Regions from separate parts of the Mus musculus genome. Here region 1 is linked to region 2. The links are chromatin contacts, called in public HiCAR-type maps. All regions are on one chromosome and are shown on one strand. The core of a region is the stretch at or near the end of the contact, and the rest is flanking DNA. Distances in the headings are between cores, read along the strand shown. Region 1 overlaps Mtor (mechanistic target of rapamycin kinase). Region 2 holds the start of Fbxo2 (F-box protein 2).

Region 1 (4,486 bases), core at 1,435-3,934, 330 kb before region 2:
TTCTCTTCACTGGGATGAACAGAAAGAGAACTTCTAAGTGAACAGACTGAGGAAGTAGCAGTCCTTATGTGATCCTTGGAACATTTCCTGGACAATGTCCAAATTCTTAAGATCAAAAACGGCCAAGGCAGCATCTGCTACACTGATGACTACGTAAGAGAAGGCTACACGCTCAAGGCACCAGCAGAAAATAAACACGAAGGTATGCGAGGCTCTGGCCAGCCTCCAACACCAAAAGAGCTAGCTACTTCCAAGGCAGTACCACCAACTTGAAATCGCCACAGTGTCACATGGATGAACTCTCCCACCCCCTAGCCCCACCTTCCACTCTACTTTTCTAGGCTCTGTGGCCTGTGGTGGCAGAGGAGAGGACAGTGTAACACGTCCCTGCAGTGATGGGTTTAGAACTATGCTTCTTCAATCGCCATTACACATTTCAAGGTTAAGTTAGAACGAGTATAATTTTGGAATTTGATAGGAAAAAAGAAAACCACCCAAAATTTGAAATTCTAATCAGACTGACAAGTCTAGTGTAAATGAAAAATAAGGGGCTGGTGAGATGGCTCAGTGGGTAAGAGCACCCGACTGTTCTTCCAAAGGTCCAGAGTTCAAATCCCAGCACCCACATGGTGGCTCACAGCCATCTGTAACAAGATCTGACTCCCTCTTCCGGAATGTCTGAAGACAGCTACAGTGTACTTACATATAATAAATAAATAAATCTTTAAAAAAAAAAAAGAAAAATAAGCTTTCCTTATCTATCCAGATGTGACAGTGGATCTCCAGTGTTTACATTTGGGACTAAGTTATTAATAAATGGCCACAGTTTCTCTGGACATGGCATTGTGCTCAGAGGTGACCTGGGTAGAAGGTGACACAGACGATCAGCGAGGCATGTGTGAGCCTACACCACAGACAGATACACTAGAGAACTTCTAGACGCGGCACTTTAAATATTAAAGACACAAACAAACAACTTGAGATAAATTAGAGGAAGCAAATCATGACAAACTGTAATCTTGGAGCCCACGACTACTGCTCAATACACAGCAAGCCAGCTGTGCTGATGAAACTGACATAAAATACCTTGCTTGTAATGTCTGTTAATAAAAATGGCTGCCCATTAATTAAATTACCATTTTATGCCTCACTATAAACAATAAATGTCCACTGTGGGGTTGGGGAGGAGCCTTGAGCAAAGGGAAGAGAGCCAGGTCGGAGCTCTGCGTGCCGTACCGTACCTGGCCATGGGGTTGTAGGCCTGCGCCAGGGCCCAGCATGAGCGCAGGGAGGGCGATGAGGAGTCCTTCAGAAGCTCCAGACTCAAGCGCCTCAGCCACTCCAGCCAGTCGTCCTTGGAGACCCTTCTGGCAGCTCCCCAGGCCTGTGATACCATAGGTGACAATGAGAAACCATCAAATTTAAGGGCCAGTTGTGAGGCGCAACCATGGCAACCTATGTCACCACCATTCTGCTCTGATTAGTAAATTCATACCTACTATGATAAAGCTCTCCCAGAACATAAGCAAAGCAGTGATGTTTCATTAAAATACATAAAGCAAAAGTGGTGGCCCCAAGAACATAGCACAGTGTGGGAAAGGCCACCTGCTGGTGCTGGACTCTCCAGAACCAATGTGACCAGGTCTGTCACATTCAGAGCGTGTGCCTTCAATGAAGTCTAAGGGCCACTGCAGTACAGAAGTGAGCTGGGCATTCGGCGCTATAGTAAGAATTCTGGAATTTTGGTTTCTTTAAAAACAAGACAGAAATACTGTAAGAATATATTTTTGTGGCCATCACTGGAAAGAGAGGCCCACTGGACAGGCAAACTTTATATGCCCCAGTACAGGGGAACGCCAGGGCCAAAAAATGGGAATGGGTGGGTAGGGGAGGTGGGGGTGTGGGAGGCTTTTGGGATAGCATTGGAAATGTAATTGAGGAAATATGTAATAAAAAAAAAAAAAAAAAAAAGAATATGTTTTTGTTTAACCCCAGGTGTGGGATATGGGGTTGCTTTGTAGCAGCTGACTATGATTTGACTTGTGCTCTAGAAGAGGAATGGCTTTGTCAGCTGCAGATAGTTTTTGTGATTGTGTGACATTTGGGAGTTTTTCAGAGGGTGTATAAATGCTAGAGTCCCACTAGGTGGGCTTGGTTGCAGTTTGTTAGTAGTTGAGCTCAAAGAAGAAACAAGGGAAAGAAATTAGATCAAAGATCTCTGTCTGTCTGTCTGTCTGTCTGTGTCTCCCCCCAACCCCCATCCTCCTTTCTCTCCTATCTAGTGGTAGGGGGTGAAACCAGGAGGAATAAAGAATGTGAAAAAGAAGAACCCACGGAGAAGCGAAGAGCAGCTGCACAGCACAACCTGTGTGCAGAAGAGCAGAAGAGCTAACTCCTAGAGAGAGAAACTGCCAGGCTACACCAGCGGACGGACCAGAAGCTTCCTCAAAGCCCTGACCTCTCCAGGCAGCAAGTGAGCTCTGTGGAGCTCAGGTATGGCTTAGTGGCTGAGAACATCATGTATGAGACCCTAGGTTCCATCCCTGGCCCCACAAAGTATTCCTGGAACAGCCTGGGTAGGTAAGTGGAGGCATCAGGCTCTGGAAGAGTCTAGTGTAGAGGCCAAAGCCACACCCAGGAACTCAAGGGCTTGAATTTAAATCTCAGTTATGTAACTTTTGGCTCCCTGATCTTTGGAACTTAATGCCCTGTGTCTGTCTTCTTATTTATAAGTGAACTTTAGCAGTGTGGGCATGTTGTTGTTCCTGAAGCCTGAATGCTGGTGGAATCCCAACCTGGCCACTCAGCTACAACACTGAGCCTCAGGCTTCTTATAACTGTATCCAGGCGGCCTACCTCAAAGTGATGAACAAAATGTGTCAAGACAGGCAAAAAGCTGGCTACATTCCAGGCTCTGGTCAGCAGAGACCATTCAGTACTTACTAGCAAAGTTCTAAGAGCTAGATATTCAAAGTGTGGTCCACGGCCAGACCTGGGAGCTCTTTACAGTTATCTCCCATGACCTCAGACATTTCACAGCAGAATAAATATTTTAATAAGATCCCTAGAAATTAGGAAGCCCAATGAAAAGGAGAAGAGTAAAACTCACTGCTTTAAACAGCCCACGTAGGTTTTATGCTAATCAGGGCCTTACCAGCTTCTGTGGTTTGCATATGAAATGCCTCCGACTGATTCACCTGGCTCCCAGGGTGGTGGTGCTGAGGAAGTGACTCAGTGGGTGAGGATCCTGCAGATTTATAGCCCAGTCCCACTTCCTGCTCTGTCTCTGCTTCCTGAGCATGGATGCAATGTGACCAGCCGGTCTCCTGCTCCCACTGCCATATCGTACCTGCCATTATGGACTATGTCCCTTTGGAACTGTAAGCAAAAATACACCCGATCTCTTCAGGTTGCTTCTGTGGGAGTCTTTTACCACAGCAGCAGGAAAAGAAACTGAGACACCAACTTTGTTCTCATGAGAGCGCTTTTTCTTTTTTCTTTTTTTTCCACAAAGGTCCTACTAATGAAGGTCTGAGCAAACACAAAAGATACTTTATTTTCTACATGAAAAAAAAAAAACAACTCACAGCTGACTGGGGCTGAAGAGCTGGCTCAGCAGTTAAGAGCACTTGCTGCAGGGAGCATGGGGCAGGAGGTTTACACGTTTAAGGTCAGCCTAGACTACGTAGTGAGTTCAGGACCAGCCAGAGCTGCAAAGTGTGACCCTGTCACAGAGCAACAGCAACAAAAGAAAATGAAGTAAACAAAAAAGCAAAGGTAACAAGCAAATCAATGTAATGGCCTAAGTTCATGACGCTGAGGTTCTTAGGCTGATAGCTAGCTGGTGTACATTCAAGGTGCTGAGAGATGAAGGTTTTGAATGAGAGAAAAAAAACAGAGCCCTGCTTCCCAATCCCCCTGGAAACAATGGACCTGCCTTTTGGAGGTTGATGGTGCTGACATGCAGTTTCTTCATGGGTCCTGTCTCAACTGGTCCACTGGCCAGGGCATCTCCCTGGCTGCTCCTTAGCATTCGATGCTGGTAAATCAAAGGGTCTTCTTCCTCATCAGCAAGTGTGTACCCCTGCAAGCAGAGATGTACTGAAAACACCCGCACCTCCACATATGATCCCAGCTTATAAAACATGCACGAACCTCAGGAGATCCCTACCTGCAAGAGCCAGGATTTCAACAAGCAGTATGCATGGCACCTATACACAAAATAACCATGTGCCTGAACTCCCTGCTGGGGTCACGGACAAACCTTTAATGGGTAAGTCATAAAAAAGCCAGACAAAGGCAAACTGTGAGCACAAATAAACGATCAGCTATTTAGGGCACCAATGGCACACAGCTTGCTGCCTGTTTCCATACAGCCTAGGAGCTAAAAACAATTCATTTCAATCTCAAGTAGTCAAAATAAAATTTAATCCTTTACAATTTATGAAAATTGTGAGAAACTCAAATTTCAGTGTCCACAAATAAA
Region 2 (5,140 bases), core at 156-2,655:
ACACTGGAAAGCTGACTCGGGATTTCCCCTCTCTTTAGAGCACACAGTGAGTCCTCCATCAGCCATGGTGAATTGTATACACACACACACACACACACACAGAGAGACAGACAGACAGACAGACAGACAGACAGACAGACAGACAGACAGCGTACTTTCCCCACATTTCTGATGTGTTTTGGTCACATTTTCATATGTAGGGGTTTACTCCTTCATTGGCAATGAGAAAACGGGTGCAGAGGGTCCTAGCATTTCTTCCAGGTTCCACCACAGGACATCATCAAGCAGAAGGAAAAACAATTGTCTGTCCTGCTTCCAACAGCTCTGGAGAGCTGGGCCCAACGTCCTCACCTCTCTACCATCACCCAGCCCTGCCCTGGCCCCAGCAGATACCTGATGCTCCCCGGAAAGGTGCACCTCACCCAGTCCTCTCTCCTGGCCCCTAGGCCTGGCATTGAGGCCCCAGATCGGATTACAGCCCCCCCCACCTGCTCCCTTGCACACAACTTGCCACATTGTTGCTGTAGGAAAGTTATCTAGCCATGGATGCTGACCCCAAGCTGACTCACTCACCTGGATTGGGCCCCTGAGCCCAGGGACTTCCTGGGAGCAGGAAGAAAACGGTAGCCTATTCTGGGGCCCTGTGGATGATGTTGAAGCCAGGCACCGACTGAGAGTGAGGACTTGGGAGTAGGAGGGAAGACTGGCCACCTCTGTTCCCTCACCTCCTCCCCTAAAGAGTGAACACTCCGAGCTGAGCATAGTTAGTGAGGAAGGGATAAGAGTCAAGGCAGGCAGGTCTGACTCAGCAAGCAGCCCCCTACAGGCCCAGCAGGGAGCCGGAGGGCAGAAGGGGTGGGGTCTTTGGTGCCAGAAAAGATGACTGGGCAATCCTTGAGGACCCAGAGCTTCTGCCAAAAGCAGCCTTCCTCACCCCTAGCCTGGTTCCCACGGAACAGCCCCGCTACTCCAATACAAGACGGCCCCTCCAGAGAAGGGAGTCCCTCAGGAAGCTAGGATGGAGGCAGGATAAAGTTTGTAAACCCTAGGACCCCGCGGGGACTCCGGAGGCTCAAGAGGCAGGGAGGGCAGCGCTAGCAAATGGAAGAAGTTCATGGAAGCAAAAGCTTGCAAGAACCCGGCTCTCAAACCCCAGGAAGTCTGGAGCCTGAGATGCCAGAGTCCTCCGATGCCATTTTGGAGACCCAGGCGTCCTCCTCCCTCCACACCACGACACCAGGCAGAAACCTGCTCCCTAGACTATCTCTAGGGTTTTCCTGGCGCGAAAGTTTGAGCGCCTTCTGCGGCGCTGGTCCGCCCTGTCTCCCGAGTCTGTATCTAGCGGGGCCAGCAGCGGATACCTGGATCACCATCTCCATCCATCGCTGCGGTGCTGTCAAGAGAGAAGAGCCTGAGCGCTGCGGGTGGCGAGTCCTGGAGCTGCCCGCGTCAGCCGGGCCCGCGCCGCCGCGCCTCTTAAAGGCCCCGTGCGCCCCGCCTCTGGCCCCCGGCTAAGGGCTGGGAGTCCTGTACCCCCCCACCCCCACCCCCCGCCCCGTAACCCAAGGTGCGGCTTCCGGGAGGAGCCTGGGACTGGAGAGGGGCAGGGACAGCTACAGAATGGGTGGGCTTCTAGTGTGCCTGGAGGATGACTGCAGGAGGACATATGGAGTCGGACTACTGGGGAGTAGAGGGTGCTGGCGCCGAGCCCAGTGGAGTTGGGGGTATCGGAGCTTTCCTCCTCCCCAACCCCCCAGGTAATTTTCCTACGCTGTGATGGGGGCGAATCCGGGGAGTGCGCGGGTGAGGCGGGGCCTGAAGGAATGGTGGGCGGGGCCTTGAGGGCAGTGGGCGGGGCCGCATCGTGAACCAACTCTGGCAGAAAGGCGCAGTTCCAGTACCCAGCGTTGTGGGGCAGCCGGACTAAAAGCTGGTGACGGAGAAAATGGGGTGGGGCGTGGGGCGTGGTCTGACAAACAGTGGGCGGGTCGCACCCCGGGCCTCCATTGGTCCGTAAGGCTCATCCCCAGGATCCAAGGGTATGGCGCAGCGCGACCAAAAGTAGTTGACAAGGAGAATGGGGAGGGAGAGGGGCCAGTGTTGTGGGATGGGGATGGGGCGGGGTCTGATGAGTAGTAGGCGGGGCTGTGTCTTGGGTGCTGTTCTCCAACGTAACCCGGCTAAGAGCAGGTGACAGAAGGAGGGGAGCAGTGAGCGCCCCAGCAAGGAGACGTTTGGCGGGCAGTAGGCAGGTCTGCCTTCCGGGCCACGCAGGCTCGGGCTGTACAGCCCCACGGCCTGGCAGGATCGCTCAGCGCGACGGATCGCAGGTGACTGCGGGAGGGGGAGCGCCCAGTTCGGGGACTGAGGCACAGTGGGCAGAGACCTAGAGGGGAGGGGGGGGGCGCGCGCGCTCTGCGATCATGAGGGCCTAGCGCCTTTAAGGCCCAGGCCTCAGGCTTTCTCCCCTCCCCTCCCCCCACTGTACTGTGAGGCTTCGAAGAACTGGGCTATGGACGCCATCGGTGCTCAGAGATCTGAATCTGGTCTTGAGCAAGGTAGCCCGTTTTAGAGCCAAGCATAAATGGGAGACTGCAGGGGGCCGGGGCGGGTGGGGGGGGTGCGGGAGGGAGATAGGAAGGCTCTTTTCCACTCGTACATCTTTCCTCAGGCTCAGGTAAACGGGTCATATTCTCTGAGATCTTAAGAACGTCACTGAGCCCTTTGTACTCCGTGACCGGTCCTGAGGGCCAGTGATAACCCCCGATCATCATCTCTGTCCCTTTCCCCGTGTGGGGGATGGGGAGGAAATGAAGAGTGGCAAGCTGGAGGGCTCACAAGGCCTCCCATTGTTACCCTCCTCTTAAAAGACTGCTGGCCTATTGAAAATGGCTGGCTCTACCTTCAGTGAGAGCCGGAGCTGCCTCCCCTCCTCTCCTGTTTGTGTGACCTTGGGAAGGTCCCTGGGCGTCCTTAGAGGCTGTTCTTAGGTGCCCGGGTTGGGGGAAATCAGATCTCATGGTTTATTAAGCAACTCCCCGGCCCATGCACCTTGAGCTTCTAGTGACCCAGGAGGGAACTACCATGCCCCAGCCCCTCGTCCCGTTTACTGTGGAAACAGAAGGTCAGAACAGCACAGCAACTCTGTGGCCCCCCGCAGAGTTGGGAATCTCTCTATCCCTGGGTGCTGGGATTGCCACTCGCCAGGGAGAAGGCTCGGTGTATAGCACGGCTCTCCAATACCCACAGGAGCTGGCTAGGAGACGCCACCATGGCAGTAGGCAACATCAACGAGCTGCCAGAGAACATCCTGCTGGAACTGTTCATCCACATCCCAGCTCGCCAACTGCTGCTGCGCTGCCGACCGGTCTGCAGCCTCTGGCGAGACCTCATTGACCTGGTTACACTCTGGAAGCGCAAGTGCCTTCAAGAGGGCTTCATCACCGAGGACTGGGACCAGCCTGTGGCTGACTGGAAGATCTTCTACTTCCTGCGCAGCCTCCAGAGGAACCTCCTTCACAACCCTTGTGCTGAAGGTGGGTGCGGAGAGTATGCCTCAACAGGACCCATGCTCTATTAGATGACCACAGTATGCGTCCTAAACACTGGCTGTGAGCCCTTTAGCTATATTACGGCCTTTATTCCTCTCAAAATAATTCTTAGATGCAGGGACTAGTGACGCACCCACTTTTCAAATAGGTACACTGAGGTCAAGGTACACACACACTACACAAGAAGATAGGGAGTTGAAGGCCATCTGTTACAGGCTAGTCTGGGCTACATGAGGTTCTGACTCAAAGCAAACCAGTTACCCTTAGTTGGTAATGGTGCTGATACCTGTAATCCTACCACTCAGGAGACTGGTGCATGAGGATCATGAATCTGAGGCTAGCTTCTCCTAAAATCTTTCCTAGGAAAAGAAATGAGGCCTCACAGACCCCAGGTTAAACCTACAGACTGTTCCAGAAGGGGCCTTGCCAATGGATGAAGGAGCAATGAAGTCTCCCTCGCATTCTGGTTCAAGAACAGATTATCTTCTGGTCATCTGGATGCCCTAAAGCCCAGGCTGTGCTGTAGCCTGAGAATAAGCTACAATATAGGAAGGACCATGTCTCCTGTCACATGGTCAAACATCAAGAAAAGTGGTGAGGGTGTTAGTCTAGGCAGCCCAGACCCACCCCTCACTGCCTGCCCGCCCCACCCTACCCCCACCCCCGCCCCACCCCCGCCCCACCCCTACCCCACCCCCACCCCCAGCCATGCTGTTATACAATGCTAGGCAGACTACATCCCAAACCAACCCAACAGATTAAGAAGAGTTTTATGGTTTGATTTGCTTTGTTTGGTAAGCACCACAACGCAGGCTCTCTCTATTATTACACTAAAGGTAGCCATGGCTGTCCTGGAACTCACCATGTAGACCAAGCTGACCTTGTTGAACTGGTAGAGACCCTCCTGTCTCTGCCCATCTGAGTTAACATTTTAGTTCCTTTTGTTTGTTTTTTTTGTTTTTGTTTTTTCGAGACAGGGTTTCTCTATGTAGCCCTGGCTGTCCTCGAACTCTCTCTGTAGACCAGGCTGGCCTCGAACTCAGAAATCCACCTGCCTCTGCCTCCCAAGTGCTGGGATTAAAGGCGTGCGCCACCAATGCCCAGCTGAGTTAACTTTTTAAAGGATTATAAAAATAGAAAAATGTATAGCCTCCAACCCTAAGATATTATGGCACTCTGCAGAAAGCCCCCCCTCCAGCCTTTCCTCTCAACATTTATTTATGTGTTAGGTCATGGGGGGCGGGGGCTGTACATGCTGCTGCACAGGTATGGGATCCTCAGTTACTCGCCTCAGGCCATCAGGCATGGGGGCAAGGGCCTTTACCTGTGAGGCATTTGCTGGCCTTGTTGTTTTTGAGACAGAGTCTTGCTATATTGCCCTGTGTGACCTGGTACTCACGCTGTAGCCTAGACTGACCTTGAACTCACTGCAATTCTCCTGCCTCGGCCTGCTGGGATGGCAGGTGTACGCAACCAGAATTTAACCTCTATGCTTGATGGTAGCTGGCAAAGGGACCAAGGCTAGAGAAGGAGAGTAACACATCTATAGCCACACAGCCCATTGCTACTGGAGTTGAACGAGATTCAAG

The links. HiCAR-type assays count read pairs that join an accessible place to other places.
Region 1: a HiCAR-type map of kidney shows a contact between it and region 2, with 2.3 times the contacts expected there. The contact joins the enhancer-like site here to the promoter of Fbxo2 in region 2. A contact is called at or near these places in 17 of 39 promoter capture datasets (the 3T3-L1 cell line, 3T3-L1-derived adipocytes, the C10 cell line and 10 more), 2 of 15 datasets of contacts at CTCF or cohesin (large pre-B cells and pro-B cells), 3 of 484 Hi-C or Micro-C datasets (the N1E-115 cell line, embryonic stem cells and nephron progenitors), 11 of 115 datasets of contacts at active chromatin or transcription factors (SST interneurons, astrocytes, bone marrow-derived macrophages and 8 more) and 1 of 9 other capture datasets (adipose tissue).

The regions. Positions count from the first base shown.
Region 1 is chr4:148,486,374-148,490,859 of GRCm38.p6, reverse strand. It overlaps Mtor (mechanistic target of rapamycin kinase), which reads right to left. Exons shown (of 58, transcript NM_020009.2): 25 at 3,938-4,084; 26 at 1,242-1,384. Among named protein-coding and RNA genes, the nearest start is that of Angptl7, 12 kb to the left of the region's middle. Within about 2 kb of position 2,684, at least 24 of the 459 cell types and tissues checked have an H3K27ac peak or open chromatin away from gene starts, as enhancers often do. A contact at or near this core is called in kidney, where this site is marked.
Region 2 is chr4:148,156,933-148,162,072 of GRCm38.p6, reverse strand. Fbxo2 (F-box protein 2) reads right to left here and starts at 1,405. Exons shown (of 6, transcript NM_176848.1): 1 at 1,362-1,405. The coding sequence starts at 1,383. It overlaps Fbxo44 (F-box protein 44), which reads left to right and starts at 1,979. Exons shown (of 6, transcript NM_173401.5): 1 at 1,979-2,330; 2 at 3,250-3,536. The coding sequence starts at 3,272.